Regions from separate parts of the Nomascus leucogenys genome. Here region 1 is linked to region 2. A link is a contact called in public Hi-C data. All regions are on one chromosome and are shown on one strand. The core of a region is the stretch at or near the end of the contact, and the rest is flanking DNA. Distances in the headings are between cores, read along the strand shown.

The links. A called contact is a pair of places that touch in the nucleus more often than the background predicts.
Region 1: a contact with region 2 is called in a Hi-C map of a lymphoblastoid cell line, with 11 times the contacts expected there. The contact joins the promoter of GADD45B here to the enhancer-like site in region 2. A contact is called at or near these places in 4 of 4 Hi-C or Micro-C datasets (a lymphoblastoid cell line and an unstated tissue).

The regions. Positions count from the first base shown.
Region 1 is chr17:93,303,701-93,310,552 of Asia_NLE_v1, forward strand. GADD45B (growth arrest and DNA damage-inducible protein GADD45 beta) reads right to left here and starts at 1,733. Exons shown (of 4, transcript XM_030795938.1): 1 at 1,456-1,733; 2 at 1,228-1,329; 3 at 607-829; 4 at 1-369. The coding sequence starts at 1,499. The coding sequence ends at 256.
Region 2 is chr17:93,165,879-93,172,830 of Asia_NLE_v1, forward strand. The region is part of intron 2 of GNG7 (guanine nucleotide-binding protein G(I)/G(S)/G(O) subunit gamma-7); the gene reads left to right. Among named protein-coding and RNA genes, the nearest start is that of GNG7, 89 kb to the left of the region's middle. Within about 2 kb of position 4,358, the one cell type or tissue checked has an H3K27ac peak away from gene starts, as active enhancers do. A contact at or near this core is called in a lymphoblastoid cell line, where this site is marked.

The sequences.
Region 1 (6,852 bases), core at 483-2,982, 140 kb after region 2:
TGTCTCCTGCTGGCCTGGGTCCCCCCTTCTCCTCCATCGGATCGGCGGCCTCCAGCTCCCGGATCTCCGCCCTGGGGGCGGCCGCTCACTCCCCTTCTCCTCCTCCTCCTCTTCAGTCTCCAACGACTCTGCCCCCATGGTCTGGTGGGTTGGGTGGTTTTGGGGGGGTTGTGCTGGGGGGGAGGGGGGTTCAAATATTTATTTTATTTTTTGTTTTTGGCAGCAACTCAACAGATTCTGCTGCTGGGAAGGGCCTCAGCGTTCCTGAAGAGAGATGTAGGGGACCCACTGGTTGTTCCCCCGGCTTTCTTCGCAGTAGCTGGCTACCTCCACCAAGCCGTGGCTCTTCCAGGCGTCTGTGTGAGGGTTCTGTAGGAGGGAAAAGAAGGGGTTTAGTGCGAGCCTCCCTCTCCCGGGGCCCCTGTGTGGGGAAAACAGGCAGGCTCAAAATAGCTCCCTGGGTGAGGAGGCCCCAGCCCGGCTGCCCACGGGACATGCCAAGCGTGGTTGAGCGCTGAGCTGTGCAGGACCAGTCAGCCCCACTTTGTTGACAAACACCGGCCCAGGTGCCCGGGCGTGGCGGGGCAGGGCAGAGGCCCGACTCACCGTGACCAGGAGACAATGCAGGTCTCGGGCCTCGGTGGTGCCCTGGGTCTCGGCCGGCTCTCCCAGGAGCTGCGCCAGGCGCTGCATGCCCGACACCCGCACGATGTTGATGTCGTTGTCACAGCAGAAGGACTGGATGAGCGTGAAGTGGATTTGCAGGGCGATGTCATCCTCCTCCTCCTCGTCAATGGCCAAGAGGCAGAGGACCACGCTGTCTGGGTCCCTGAGGGGGCCAAAGGGAAGGGATGGGTCAGCTGGGGACAGGGGAGAGGCCACCGTGCAGGGGGAGTTTGCAAAAAAGGAGCGTGCAAGAGCAAAAGAGAAACTGCAAGGGTGCAGGGGATTGCCTCTGCAAGCTGGTGACGGTGGGGGGAGGGGAGAGCACCCGGTTCAAAGTATGGGGTGGGGGGAGACAGGCCCACAGCGGGAGAGGCGTTTGCAGACGATACATGAGGATACGGCAGCCCCCCATCCACAAAACGGCAGAGAAGCTCTGCATCCACAGCGGGGGACACTTGGGGAAGTCCCAGCTCCATGCAAGACAAGCGTGTGGAAAGCGTCCAGAGCAGAGGGGAGGTCCCGTCCCACCCGCAACCAGCCCGGGGAGGGGGTCTGACTCACACATTCATCAACTTGGCCGACTCGTACACCCCCACTGTGAGGCGATCCTGGCGCTGAGCGGCCACCAAAAGCTCCTCCACCGCGGCGGTCACAGTCTGCATCCTGAGACCAGGAGAGAGGAATCAGTGACGGGCGGACCACCGGGTGCTACGTTCCGCTCCCGGCCCGGGCCAACCCGACCCATCCGGTCCTGGCCGACCTCAGGCGGCGGCAGCCCCGGCTACTTACTTCTGCGCCGCGTTGTCGCACGCCACGAGCTCTTCCAGCGTCATGTTGCAATTATAATCCACAGTGGACGCGGCTCCACGGCAGTCCCCAGGGAGAAATTGCAAAATCCGAGCCAGAGAGCCCAAAAGCTTCCCACAGACCTAGAGCGCTCGTCCAAGACCTTCGGGAAGCAGCGAAATCCTTCCAGAAAAGGCGGAAAAAAATATTGCAAAGTCCTTGGCGAGGATAATCCAGGAAGTTGCAGAAACCAACGGCAGTCCGACGCTTCGGCGATCTGAGCCGGGAGCCTCCGGCACCGACTTTTATAGACTTGAACACTGGGGTGCCGCCTCAGTGGAGTCATTCGCCCCTCCTATTGGTGGAAAGACGAGGGCGAGTGCAGCCAGCTCTGCGGTTGGCCGACGGAGGGGAGGGGGAGGAGCGCCGTGCGGGGGCGCCCCACGTGGGGGCGAGAACCGGGAGGAGGGCGCGCGGGGGCCGGGTAGGTGACCGCGAATGCCAGAAAAGAAAAAAAAAGCAGAAGTTTTTTTCTCCTGATTTCCCGGCAGCCGAGCCGCGGTTCGGGGCGCGCGCGGGATTTCCAGCGCGCGAGGCGGCCCGGACTTTCGGGGGGGCCTGGAATCCCCTCCCGATCCGCGGAGAGTCCCGGACCGCGCCTTTCCCAAGTTCTGCTGGGGATGGAGGGGCTGCACCGCGAAGGGGCCCCGTTTGCAGCCTGATCTCGCCCAGGTGGTGGTGAGGGCCGGAGTGTCTCCTGGCTGCGACGACCCCAGCCCCTGGGTGATTTCGCTTCTCCCGGCCTCTCTGTTCCCGTCTGAGTAATGGGTCTGCAGCGCCGGCCTCGCTGGTTTGCAGAGCATGACATAAAATACGGCTGACAGTAAGCACCCAATACACATCAGCTGTCACCTGGTGGTCGCGGGAGGCCTCCTCGAGGGCCCCGAAAGTGGGAGGTTGCAAAGCCCGGGTCGTTCTGGAGAAGAAAGCGGGCGCCCCCTCGCCGACCCCGTGAGTTTCAGGGTGGGGTGCGCGTGGGAGGTGCAGGTGGCACGGCCCCGCCTCCGCCGGCTGCCTGGCGTTCCAGCCTTTGCCCGTGCGGAGGCCTCCAGGCCCGGGAGAAAGCCATTGTTGAGGGGAATGGTGCAGGCTCCGGCTGCACGCCGCCACCCAGGGCCCACGTGCAAGGATGACGGCCACTTTTATTTCTCACTCCGGGGTGGGCGCTGACCTGCATTGAGTGCGTGGTGCGGACCTGGCACCCCCCACCCCTCCCGATTCATGGATGATTTAATCCAAGACCTGGGAAGCAGGGGGGATGCTTATGTGCATTATGCAAAAGGGGAAACTGAGGCTTGGTGAGGCCACAGTCTAGTTCGTGTTGGAGCCACGCGTGTGCGCCAGGCACGGCCGCCTGCAGGACTCCGCCGCCCCGGGAAGGCTGTTCAGGAGCGAGGCTGGCAGGCCCCGCATGACAACGTCTCCCACGGTCGACTGGGGGCTCCCGGGTGACTCACATCTGAGTCCCCTCCCCCGCCAGCCTGGGGTCTGGCCTCCGCCCGGCGGCTCGGTTTCCCCGGTTGCCCGGCTCCCCGGCCCGCGGGCCCGGCTGACGCATCCCGCCTCCTCCGCGCCGCCCACCGCTGGGGCACGAAATGTCCCGGGGCTGCGAGGCGCGGTGGCGCCATCTGGTGGCCGCGCCGAGTTTCTGCGCCCTCAGCGCCGGAAGAGAGGGACGGACGGGCGGGGCTCTGGGCTGGATGCGGGGGGATAAGGGGACCGTGGCAGTTGCAACATTTTATATAACTTTATGCAATGTTTTACGCATGCAACATACATATTTATATTTTATAATTTCAATTTAAAAATTAAATCGGCCCGGCGCGGTGGCTCACGCCTGTAATCCCAGCACTTTGGGAGTCCGAGGCGGGCGGATCAACTGAGGTCAGGAGTTCGAGACCAGACTGACCAACATGGCCAACATGAGCTGAAGGTAAGGAAGATCAGGGAGGTGGGTGGGATAAGTGCAAAGTCAGATTCTGTCTTTATTTACGATTTTGATATTTTGTTCCTCATGGATACTTGGGCATTGATTTTGATTTTTTAAAAGTATTGCAGGCCGGGTAATCCCAGCACATTAGGAGGCTGAGGCAGGCAGATCATGAGCTCAGGAGTTCGAGACCAGCCTGACCAACATGGTGAAACCCCATCTCTACTAAAAACACAAAAATTAGCTGGGCGTGGTGGCACGTGCCTGTAATCCCTGCTACTCAGGAGGCTGAGGCAGGAGTATCACTTGAACCCACGAGGTGGCGGTTGCAGTGAGCTGAGATCATGCCACTGCACATGGCGTGGTGACAGAGAGAGACTCTATCCCCACAAAAAAAAAAAAAAAAAAAAGGCTGGGCACGGTGGCTCACACCTGTAATCCCAGAACTTTGGGAGGCCCAGGCAGGAGGATCACCTGAGGCCGGGAGTTCAAGACCAGCCTGACCAACATGGAGAAACCCCATCTCTACTAAAAATACAAAATCAGTCGGGCGTGGTGGCACATGCCTGTAATCCCAGCTACTCTGGGGGCTGAGGCAGGAGAATTGCTTGAACTTGGGAGGCAGAGGTTGCAGTAAGCCAAGATTGCAGTGAGCCGAGATCACGCCACTGCATTCCAGCCTGAGTGACAGAGTGAAACTCTGTGAAGGAAGGAAGGAAGGAGGGAGGGAGGGAGGGAAGGAAGGAAGGAAGGAAGGAAGGAAGGAAGGAAGGAAGAAAGAAAGAGAGAAAGAAAGAAGGAAAGAAAGAAAGAAGAGAGAAAGAAAGAAAGGGGTGTGTTGTGTGCACCTAGCTACTCTGGAGGCTGTAATCCCAGCTACTCCGGAGGCTGAGGCAGGAGGATCACCTGAGCCCAGGAGTTCCTGGCTGCAGTGAGCAGGGATTGCACAATTGCATTCCAGCCTGGGCAACAGAGTGAGACCCTGTCTCAAATAAATAAATAAGATAAGGGCTGGGCATGGTGGCTCATGCCTGTAATCCCAGCACTTTGGGAGGCTGAGGCAGGTGGATCATCTGGGGTCAGGAGTTCAAGACCAACCTGGCCAACATGGTGAAACCCCGTCTCTACAAAAAATACAAACATTACCTGGGCACGGTGGCACATGCCTATAATCCCAGCTACTCGGGAGGCTGAGGCAGGAGAATCACTTGAACTTGGGAGGTGGAGGTTGCAGTGAGCCGAGATTGCGCCACTGCATTCCAGCCTGGGAGACAGAGCGAGACTCTGTCTCAAAAATAAAGTAAATAAAATAAAATAAGGCGAGCAAAGCAGGGCCTCAGAGAATATGTGTCCAAGTCCTTCCTCCGTGTGTCCCCTGTGCCAGCCATAACAACCTCCTCTGCGAGAGGCCTGGCTTTTGTCAGCTGTTTCCTCTGCCTGGGATGCTGTCTTCCTCTGGTCTTTAGCAGGAAAACCCTACTCCTCTGTCAACACTGACTCGGCCTTGTTTTCTCCCAGACCGACTGCCTGGACCCCCATGGTCCTCCACCCTCCAGCCTTGTCTTTCTAGACCCCAAGCCCTCCTGTGCCTCCTTTTTCCAGCCCTGGCTCCAGGCATCTTAGAATATCTGGAGTATCTTGGAATATCTTCAAGAGACTCTGAGCTCTGTGCCTTTGAGCTCAGAAAATGAGCCCCAGCCGAGCCGGCTGTGGTGGCTCACGCCTGTAATCCCAGCACTTTGGGAGGCCGAAGCGGGCGGATCACCCGAGGTCAGGAGTTCAAGACCAGCCTGGCCAACATGGTGAAACTCCATCTCTACTAAAAATATGAAACTTAGCCGGGCATGGTGGCGCATGCCTGTAGTCCCAGCCACTCAGGAGGCTGAGGCAGGAGAATCGCTTGAACTCGGGAGGTGGAGGTTGCAGTGAGCCGAGATCGTGCCATGGCACTCCGGCCTGGGCAACAAGAGTGAGACTCTGTCTGAAAAAAAAAAAAAAGAAAATGAGCTCCAGCCTCAGTTTCTTTCTCTGTAAGATGGGAACAGTCACACAAAGGCTTCATCATAGGCATTGAAGGAGGAAATTCCCAGAATCAGGTGAGCGCTCAGGAAATGTGCACTATTATCTTTGGGCTGGGCGCCAAAGCTCACCTCTGTAATCCCAGCACTTTTGGAGGCCGAGACAGGAGGATTGCTTGAGCCCAGGAGTTGGAGACCAGCCTGGGCAACATAGGGAGACCCCATCTCTACAAACATTTTAGAAATTAGCCGACCGTGGTTGTGCGCACCTGTAGTCCAGCTACGTGAGAGGCTGAGGTGGGAGGGTCACTTGAGCCTGGGAGTTTGAGGCTGCAGTGAACTATGATCGTGTCGCTGCACTCCAGCCTGGGCAACAGGGGGAGACCCTGTGTCTAAAAATAAAATAAAGTAAAAGATGAGATCAATAACAGTGTCACTGAGGCCATCTTGGAGCCTGAGGTGAGAGGAATAATCAGTATGAGTAATCCTGTCATAATTTTTTTTTTTTTTTTTTTAGACAGAATCTCTGTCACCCAGGCTGGAGTGCAGTGACGCGATCTCAGCTCACTGCAACCTCCACCTCCCGGGTTCAGGTGACTCTCCTGCCTCAGTTTCCCAAGTAGTTAGGATTACAGGTGCCCTCCACCACACCTGGCTAATTTTTTGTATTTTTAGTAGAGACGGCATTTTGCCATGTTGGCCAGGCTGGTCTGGAACTCCTGACCTCAAATGATCTGCCTACCTCGGCCTCCCACGATGTTGGAATTACAGGCGTGAGTCACCGCATTCGGCTTTAAACAAAATACATTTTTAAAACTTTATCCAGCATAGAGATTTTTGCATTCATTTAGATTAAAAAAAAAAAAAAAAAAAAAAAAAACGTGGCCAGGTGCGGTGGCTCACGCCTGTAATCCTAGCCCTTTGGGAGGCCGAGGTGGGCAGATTAAGAGGTCAGGAGATCGAGACCATCCTGGCTAACACGGTGAAACTCCATCTCTACTAAAAATACAAAAAATTAGCCGGGCGCAGTGGCGGGCGCCTGTAGTCCCAGCTACTCAGGAGGCTGAGGCAGGAGAATGGCGTGAACCCGGGAGGTGGAGCTTATGGTGAACCGAGATCACGCCACTGCACTCCAGCCTGGGCGACAAAGCAAGACTCCATCTCAAAAAAAATAAATAAATAAAAATAAAAAATGAAATAAAAAAACGTATTGCAGGCTGGGCACGGGCAGGGGCTTTGAAGTGATTAGGATTGGATGAGCTCACGAGAGTGCAGTCTTCTAGTGAGATTAGTTTCTTTCTCTTTTTCTTTTTTGAGACAGGGTTTCCCTGTATTGCCCAGGCTGGAGTGCAGCGGTGTGATCATGACTCACTGCAGCCTCTATCTGTAAGG
Region 2 (6,952 bases), core at 3,108-5,607:
CTGCAGGTACACGGAAGGCAGGGAGAGGGTGCTAGGGAAAGTCGCTGCACCTGCTTTCTGGCGACCATGCTCAGGCTGCAGCTGGAGGAACCCTCTTCCCGCCCTCCTGGGACCTCTCGAACCTTGAGGCTGCTCCCAGTGCGGTTCACCGGGTGGTGAGGATGTGGTCTCGCAACAGACGCTTGCAACGAACCCACCTGTGCGAGGCCGGCCCCCTTTACCCTAGGGGTGGGCGCGGGGCCCGAGTTCCCTGGGTGGATTCTGCATTGCACTTGCCGGCCTTTAGATGTCGCTGTGGCCGTGGCCTTCGCTGGCCTTAGGCTGCGAGCTTCTGTCTGATTCGCACCTTTTTCATTCAGGATCTACTCGCTGCCTGCCGCAGTCTGAGTTTCTTGGCATAGCCAGGGACCCTTGATCTTCCCCCCACCTCCAGATAATTAAATCAGGATCTCTCCTGCCAGGCACTGTGGACAGCTGGGGCTAGATCCTCTGGGGTCTGGCCATCCTGGGCACTGCAGGGTGCTGAGTGGCGTCCTGGCCTCCACCCACTCCATGCCGGAAGCACCTCCAGGCATGACAACCACAAATGTCCCCGGACATTGCCCAGTGTCCCCTGGGGGCAGGATCACCCCTGATTGAGACCCCCCCAGGTTAGGGGAATCCACGGATCCCCAAGAGACTCTACATTCCATGACCTTCTCTCCTACTGAGGTCTCAGCAGGCTGCACGGATTGAAATCCACACCCTGAGTGGGGAGGGAGAGAGGAGGTGAGTCCCAGGAGCTGGGGGCCCCCCTGGTTTATGCCGTCTGCACCGTCGGGAGTTTACTTTGGTGTCCACTGTGAGCAGGTGACAGATTGCATTTTCCCCAAATAATTAATGCAGGATCTCCCCCTCTCCAGGCAGTGTAGACACCTGCTCTTCCAATGAGGCAGTGGCTTGAGACAATGGACTTTAGATGAGGGGCTGAGAGCCCAAAGCCCCTCCTATGTGTTAATTCAACACCTAATTCAACGTATAGTTCAAGCGAATTCACCTAATTCAATGTAGGCGCTAACTCAGCAAGAGACAGTGTGCAGCCTGTGGCAGGAAGTAGGCTGCAGCCACCAGCTGGGTTAACCTCGCATCAGAAATTCTTCATCTGAATTCCTTTTGCACGTCCCTTAAACACCATCCCTTTCCCTGGCTGGTTCTACCCAGCTGCAGGGCCATGTTGGGATGCTCAGGGCCTGGGGCACATTTGCCCTCCTGGGCCACCTCTTCTACTCAAAAAATGTCCGAAGTTGGCCAGGCACGGTAGTTCACATCTGTAGTCTCAACACTTTGGGAGGCCGAGGCAGACGGATCACCTGAGGTCAGGAGTTCGAGACCATCCTGGCCAACATGGTGAAACCCCGTCTCTAATTTTGTAAAAATACAAAATTAGCCAAGGGTTGCGGTGGGTACCTATAGTCCCAGCTACTCAGGAGGCTCAGGCAGGAGAATTGCTTGAAGTGGGAGGTGGAAGTTGCAGTGAGCTGAGATCGCACCACTGCCTGGGCGACACAGCGAGACTCTCTCAAAAAAAAAAAAAAAAAAAAAATCCTAAGCTGTGTTTTACAATTGTCTTGGCATAAAAACAAACAGAATCCAGACTGGATTCATGATTATACACTCACAAGTATTTTATTCATCTTTCGTCGACTGGATTTTAAAACATTTCCAGGAGCCCTGGACCTGGGGCTTTTGTGCCGTGGGAGCCTGGGTCCTGCCTGGGGGGGTCCCGGCTTCAGTCTTCTCACAGAGGCCCCCTCCCCTCACCCAGGCTGGGTCACCCCGATGTGAAATGCCGGGGTCCCAGACGCACCTTCTTTGCAGCCTGGGCTGCTACCCTGGAATTGTTTTTAAATGGGGGTGATGCTGCCCCCAGGGGGCACTGGGCGATGTCTGGGGACATATGTGGTTATCACAACTGGGGAGCTCCTGGCATGGAGTGGGCAGAGGCCAGGGATGCTGCTCAGCACCGTGCAGTGCCCAGGATGGCCCCACCCCAGAGAAGGATGGGGCCCCAGGGGAGACCGTAGACCAAAGTCAATCCAATTATTAAAAAGAAAGAAAGATTTGGCCCGGTGCGCTGGCTCACACCTGTAGTCCCAGCCCTTTGGGAGGCCAAGGCAGGCGGATCACGAGGTCGAGAGATCGAGACCATCCTGGCCAACATGGTGAAACCCCGTCTCTACTAAAAATACCAAAATTAGCTGGGCGTGGTGGCAGGTGCCTGCAGTTCCAGCTACTTGGGAGGCTGAGGCAGGAGAATCACTTAAACCCGGGAGGTGGAGGTTGCAGTGAGCTGAGATCGCACCACTGCACTCCAGCCTGGTGACAGAGCGAGACTCTGTCTCAAAAAAAAAAAAAAAAAAGATTTTTATTTTTATTTATTTTTACTTTTACTTTTTATTTTTTTAGAGACAGAATCTCACTCTGTCGCCCAGGCTGGAGAGCAATGGCGCAATCGAGGCTCAGTGCAGCCTCCACCTCCCGGGTTCGAGCGATTCTCCTGCCACGGTCTCCTGCATAGCTGGGATTACAGGCGCCCGCCAGCACACCTGGCTAATTTTTAAATCTTTGTAGAGAGCTGGTGTTGCTCTGTTGGCCAGGCTGGTCTCCACTTTCTGAGCCCAAGTGATCCTCCCACCTTGGCCTCCCCAAGTGCTGGGATTACAGGCGTGAGCCATCGCACCCGGCCTAAGAGAGATTTTTAAATGGTATTATCAAATAAATCATTAAATAGATTCAGGCTATGCACCGTCTTGCCCACCTGACGTCAAGCCCCACGCAGGACGGGACCCCCTCCTGCCACGGTCCTGGGACGGGGCACCTCGAGCTCACTCAGTGGTGACAGCGAGGCCGCCTGTCGGGCCATGACCAGCAGGTGGCAGCACAGCCCAGCTCCCGGGAGACCTGTCCTGGCTCCAGCTCCCAGCGTCCCAGAAACACCGCAGTCTAGACGCTCGCCAGGCGGAATTCCTCGCCCCTGAAGTCAGTCTGCGTGTAGACATTCGCGATACCAGCTCTCAGTCATCATTTCCCACTCTGCGTCTCCCAGGCTGTCTCGCCAGGGCCCTGGATCCCTGGGCTGAGCGGCTTAGTAAGGGTCGGGGTGGCGGGGAACCCTGGGCGCCGCACCCGGGGCGAGGGGCCCACTTCCCAGAAAGCAGAGTGCGAGAGGGAAGCCATCCAAGGCAGGTGCCGGGCGTGGTCGTTTCTGAGAATGTTTAGGACGTTTCCCCAAGCCTGGCACGTGAGCCCCGTCCCCCCCCAACCCCCTCCCCCCCACACACACACACTGCCTGATAGGAACTGAGAGTGTCAAGTTTAGTGCCCAGGAGACAGGTGTCTGCACGCTCAGGCCGACCGAAACCAAACCTGGCCTGGGAGAAACGTATCCCAGGGGCCACCTGGGTCCCTGGGGCCAATTTGGTTCAAACCTCTTCTGAAACCTGTCAGCATCTTGCAACAGTAAAAGAGGGTCTGTCGCGCCTGTAATCCCAGCACTTTGGGAGGCTGAGGCGGAAGGATCGCTTGAGCCCAGGAGTTTGAGACCAGCCTGGACAAGATAGCAAGACCCCGTCTCTACTAAAAAATAAAAAAAATTAGTGGCCGGGCGTGGTAGCTCATGCCTGTAATCCCACCACTTTGGGAGGCGGGAGGATCACCTGAGGTCAGGAGTTTGAGATCAGCCTGGCCAACATGGTGAAACCCCGTCTCGACTGAAAATACAAAAATGAGCTGAGCGTGGTGGCAGTTGCCTGTAATCCCAGTTACTCAGGAGGCTGAGGCAGGAGAATCGCTTGAACCCGGGAGGCAGAGGTTGCAATGACCCAGGATCACACCACTACACTCCAGCCTGGGCGACAGAGCAAGACTCTGTCTCAAAAAAAAATAATAATAAATAAAAATTTAAAAAAAAAATGCCAGGTATGGCAGTGCACACCTATAGTCCAAGCTGCTCGGGAGGCTGAGGCAGGAGGATTGCTTGAGTCCAGGAGGCTGAGGCTGCAGTGAGCCATGATTGCACCACTGCACTCCAGTCTGGGCGACAGAGCGAGACCCTGTCTCAAAAGCGATAATAATAATAATAAATAAAGAAGGTCTTTGTCATGTTATCCGAGGCCACCTGAGCTGTCCCCCGGGGCAAGGCCGTTGCCAGAGGCTTCCCCATGCTGTCATCATCTTGACCCGGTGATATTAACCTCTGAGAGTTTAGGGGAGGGAGGGGGCCCTCCGCTTTTGGGAGCACTGGGCGGGGAGCCTGGCAGGTGCTCGGTGGTGGTGACAGACCTTGGCTGTTTAAAGTGCACACTCACCTGCTTTTCCTGTACCGTTCAATTTCCTCACTCGTGGTCAAGGAGCTCTAGAAGTGCACTGAGTTCATTGGCTCACCGAGGGTCCCCCAATAGGCCAGAGGCACCCCCAGGTCCCACTGGATTGTCCTACGGTGGCCAGTCTGCAGCTGTGAGCTCTGGGGACTAGTTGCCTTAACCCAGCGTGATGGTTTGCTGGGGTTCTGTAACTTCAAGCCACAGGCTGGAGGGCTTTAGCAACAGAGATTTCTTCTCTCTCTCGGTTCTGGAGGCTGGAAGTCCAAGATGGTAACAGGCGGGACCCTGTCTGCTCTGGCACTCAGGACGTGGTGCCCAAACATCACTGCAATCCACCCAGCTGTCCTGCACAGCGGGATTCCAGAAATGGCCAAAATGAGGCTCACGGAAGAGAGCCTGAGGTCCTCCAGCAAGTGAGCGGCTAAACTGCAGTTGTTACCCGGACCTGTCGGCTCCCAAATCCCAGGGCAGGACCAGGGTCAGGCAAGCAATGTACTCACACTGGGCACAAAATTGAAGGGGGCGCTAAAAAACCTCAGTGACCAAGATGAAATAATACTTTAGTGTAAAACAAAAATTAGCTGGGTGGGGTGGTACGTGCCTGTAGTCCCAGCTCCACAGGACTCTGAGGTGGGAGGATCATGAGGCTAGGAGTTCAAGACCAGCCTTGGCAACATAGTGAGACCCCCATCTCTATGAAAAATTAAAAATTAGCCAGGTGTGGTGGTTCGTGCCTGTAATCCCAGCTACTTGGGAGGCTAAGGCAGGAGGATTGCTTGAACCTGAGAGGCAGAGGGTTGCAGTGAGCCAAGATCGCGCCACTGCGTTCCAGCCTGGAAGATAGAGCGAGACCCTGTCTCACAACAAAAAAAAAAAAGAGAGAGAGAATGTACAAGAACTAGGTAGGCATGATGTTTGTACAATGTTGTGAATGTGTTGAATGCCACTGAATTGTTCACTTTAAAATGCTTAATTTTACATTATGCAAACCTTACCTCAATTTCTTTCAAAAGCGGGTCAGAAGGTGGCTTTGGAGAAGGCACACCAATTTTGGCAGTGGTCGCAGGCCTACAGGGGTCTGCTGAGGCCCTCAGTGCCAGCAGACAGGGTTACCTGGAGCGGGGAGCCCAGCAGGCCCTCTGACAGCCTCAGTGCAGGCCCCGGGAGAGCGTGTCCTCTGTGTCTGCCCCACGCAGGGAAGGCCTTTGAGACTCTGCCATCTGTATCCCCTGCTGCAGAGAGGGGGGTTGCCCGGGAGGCACCCGGCCCCTTGCCCTGGGGTGTCCGTTGGCAGCCAGGGGAGCTCCTCCAGGTTGCTGGTCTCGTGACTCTGCAGATGACTAAAGCGGCACAGGTGTGCCTGCATCTGGGGACACGTGAGCCTGCTCCCTGTCCCTGGATTACTGACCTGCGTCATTTGGGGCTGCAGGGGAGCTGCACCGAGGCCGTCAGCGTGCCTGCCGGGTTGCCCACCTCCAGGGACGATCTGTGTCCTCCTGTGTGTGTGAAGAGCCTGTCCCTCCAGCCCGCAGGCCTTGCCTTGCAGGGACTTCAGAGATTTTTTTTTTTTTTTTCCCAGGGGCAGATCCCATGTGGGCAGAACCTCTCTGCATCAGATATTACTCTTGGGTTTCGGTCTTTCTGCTCCTCAGACATCCCCGCTCTTTTCCTCCACCCACTCTTCGCCACCTGCGAATTGTTCTGACTTTTAGGTGTGAAACCGACGTGGCACGCTCTGTGTCATGGGTGGCAGGGCGGCGACCTCAGCCTAACCTTTATTTATTTATTTTCTTCCTCCACCTTCCCACTCACTTGCCTTAACCTTTTTTTTTTTCTCTCAAATACCATCTGGTCTTCTGATCTCCCTCAAAGAGCTGCGTCTCAGGTCGCAGGTGAACTTTCTGGATGGCGTGGTCTGCGTGCGTGTGTGCGTCTGGCTGCCTGCCAGGAGGGAACTGGTGTTGCTGCCCTGTGTCGCTGTCGCCTGAAAGCATTGCTGTCCTGGGGGGACCGCTCCCTAGAAAGCCTCTATGCTGTGTCGTTGGTGAGCGCCGGTGTGTGCTGACACCGCACGCTCCTTCCCAGTGCCGACGATCACAGCTCTGCCTCTGAAGTGAGAAGCAGAGATGCCACTGGGAGGGGCGGGGGGCGGAGGGCACGGGGTTCCAGTGCCAGGCTGAGCCTACATGGGAGGTACTTGCAGACTGGCCCCAGGTGGGTTTTATATGTTGTTAAAATACATAACAATGTAGTTTAGCTTGCCCCGTCCTAATACGTATTTCTTTTTCTTTTTCCTTTTTTTTTTTTTTTTTTTTTTTTTTTTTTTACCATTTTAGTCTTTTTTTTTTTTTTCTTTTTGAGATGGAGTTTCACTCTTGTTGCTCAGGCTGGAGTGCAGTGGTGCGATCTCGGCTCACTGCAACCTCTGCCTCCCAGGTTCAAGCGATTCTCCTGCCTCAGCCTCCCAAGTAGCTGGGATAACAGGCACCTGCCATCATGCTTGGCTAATTTTTTGAATTTTTAGTAGAGACTAAAAATGTTAGGGTTTCTCCATGTTGGTCAGGCTGGTCTTGAACTCCTGACCTTAGATG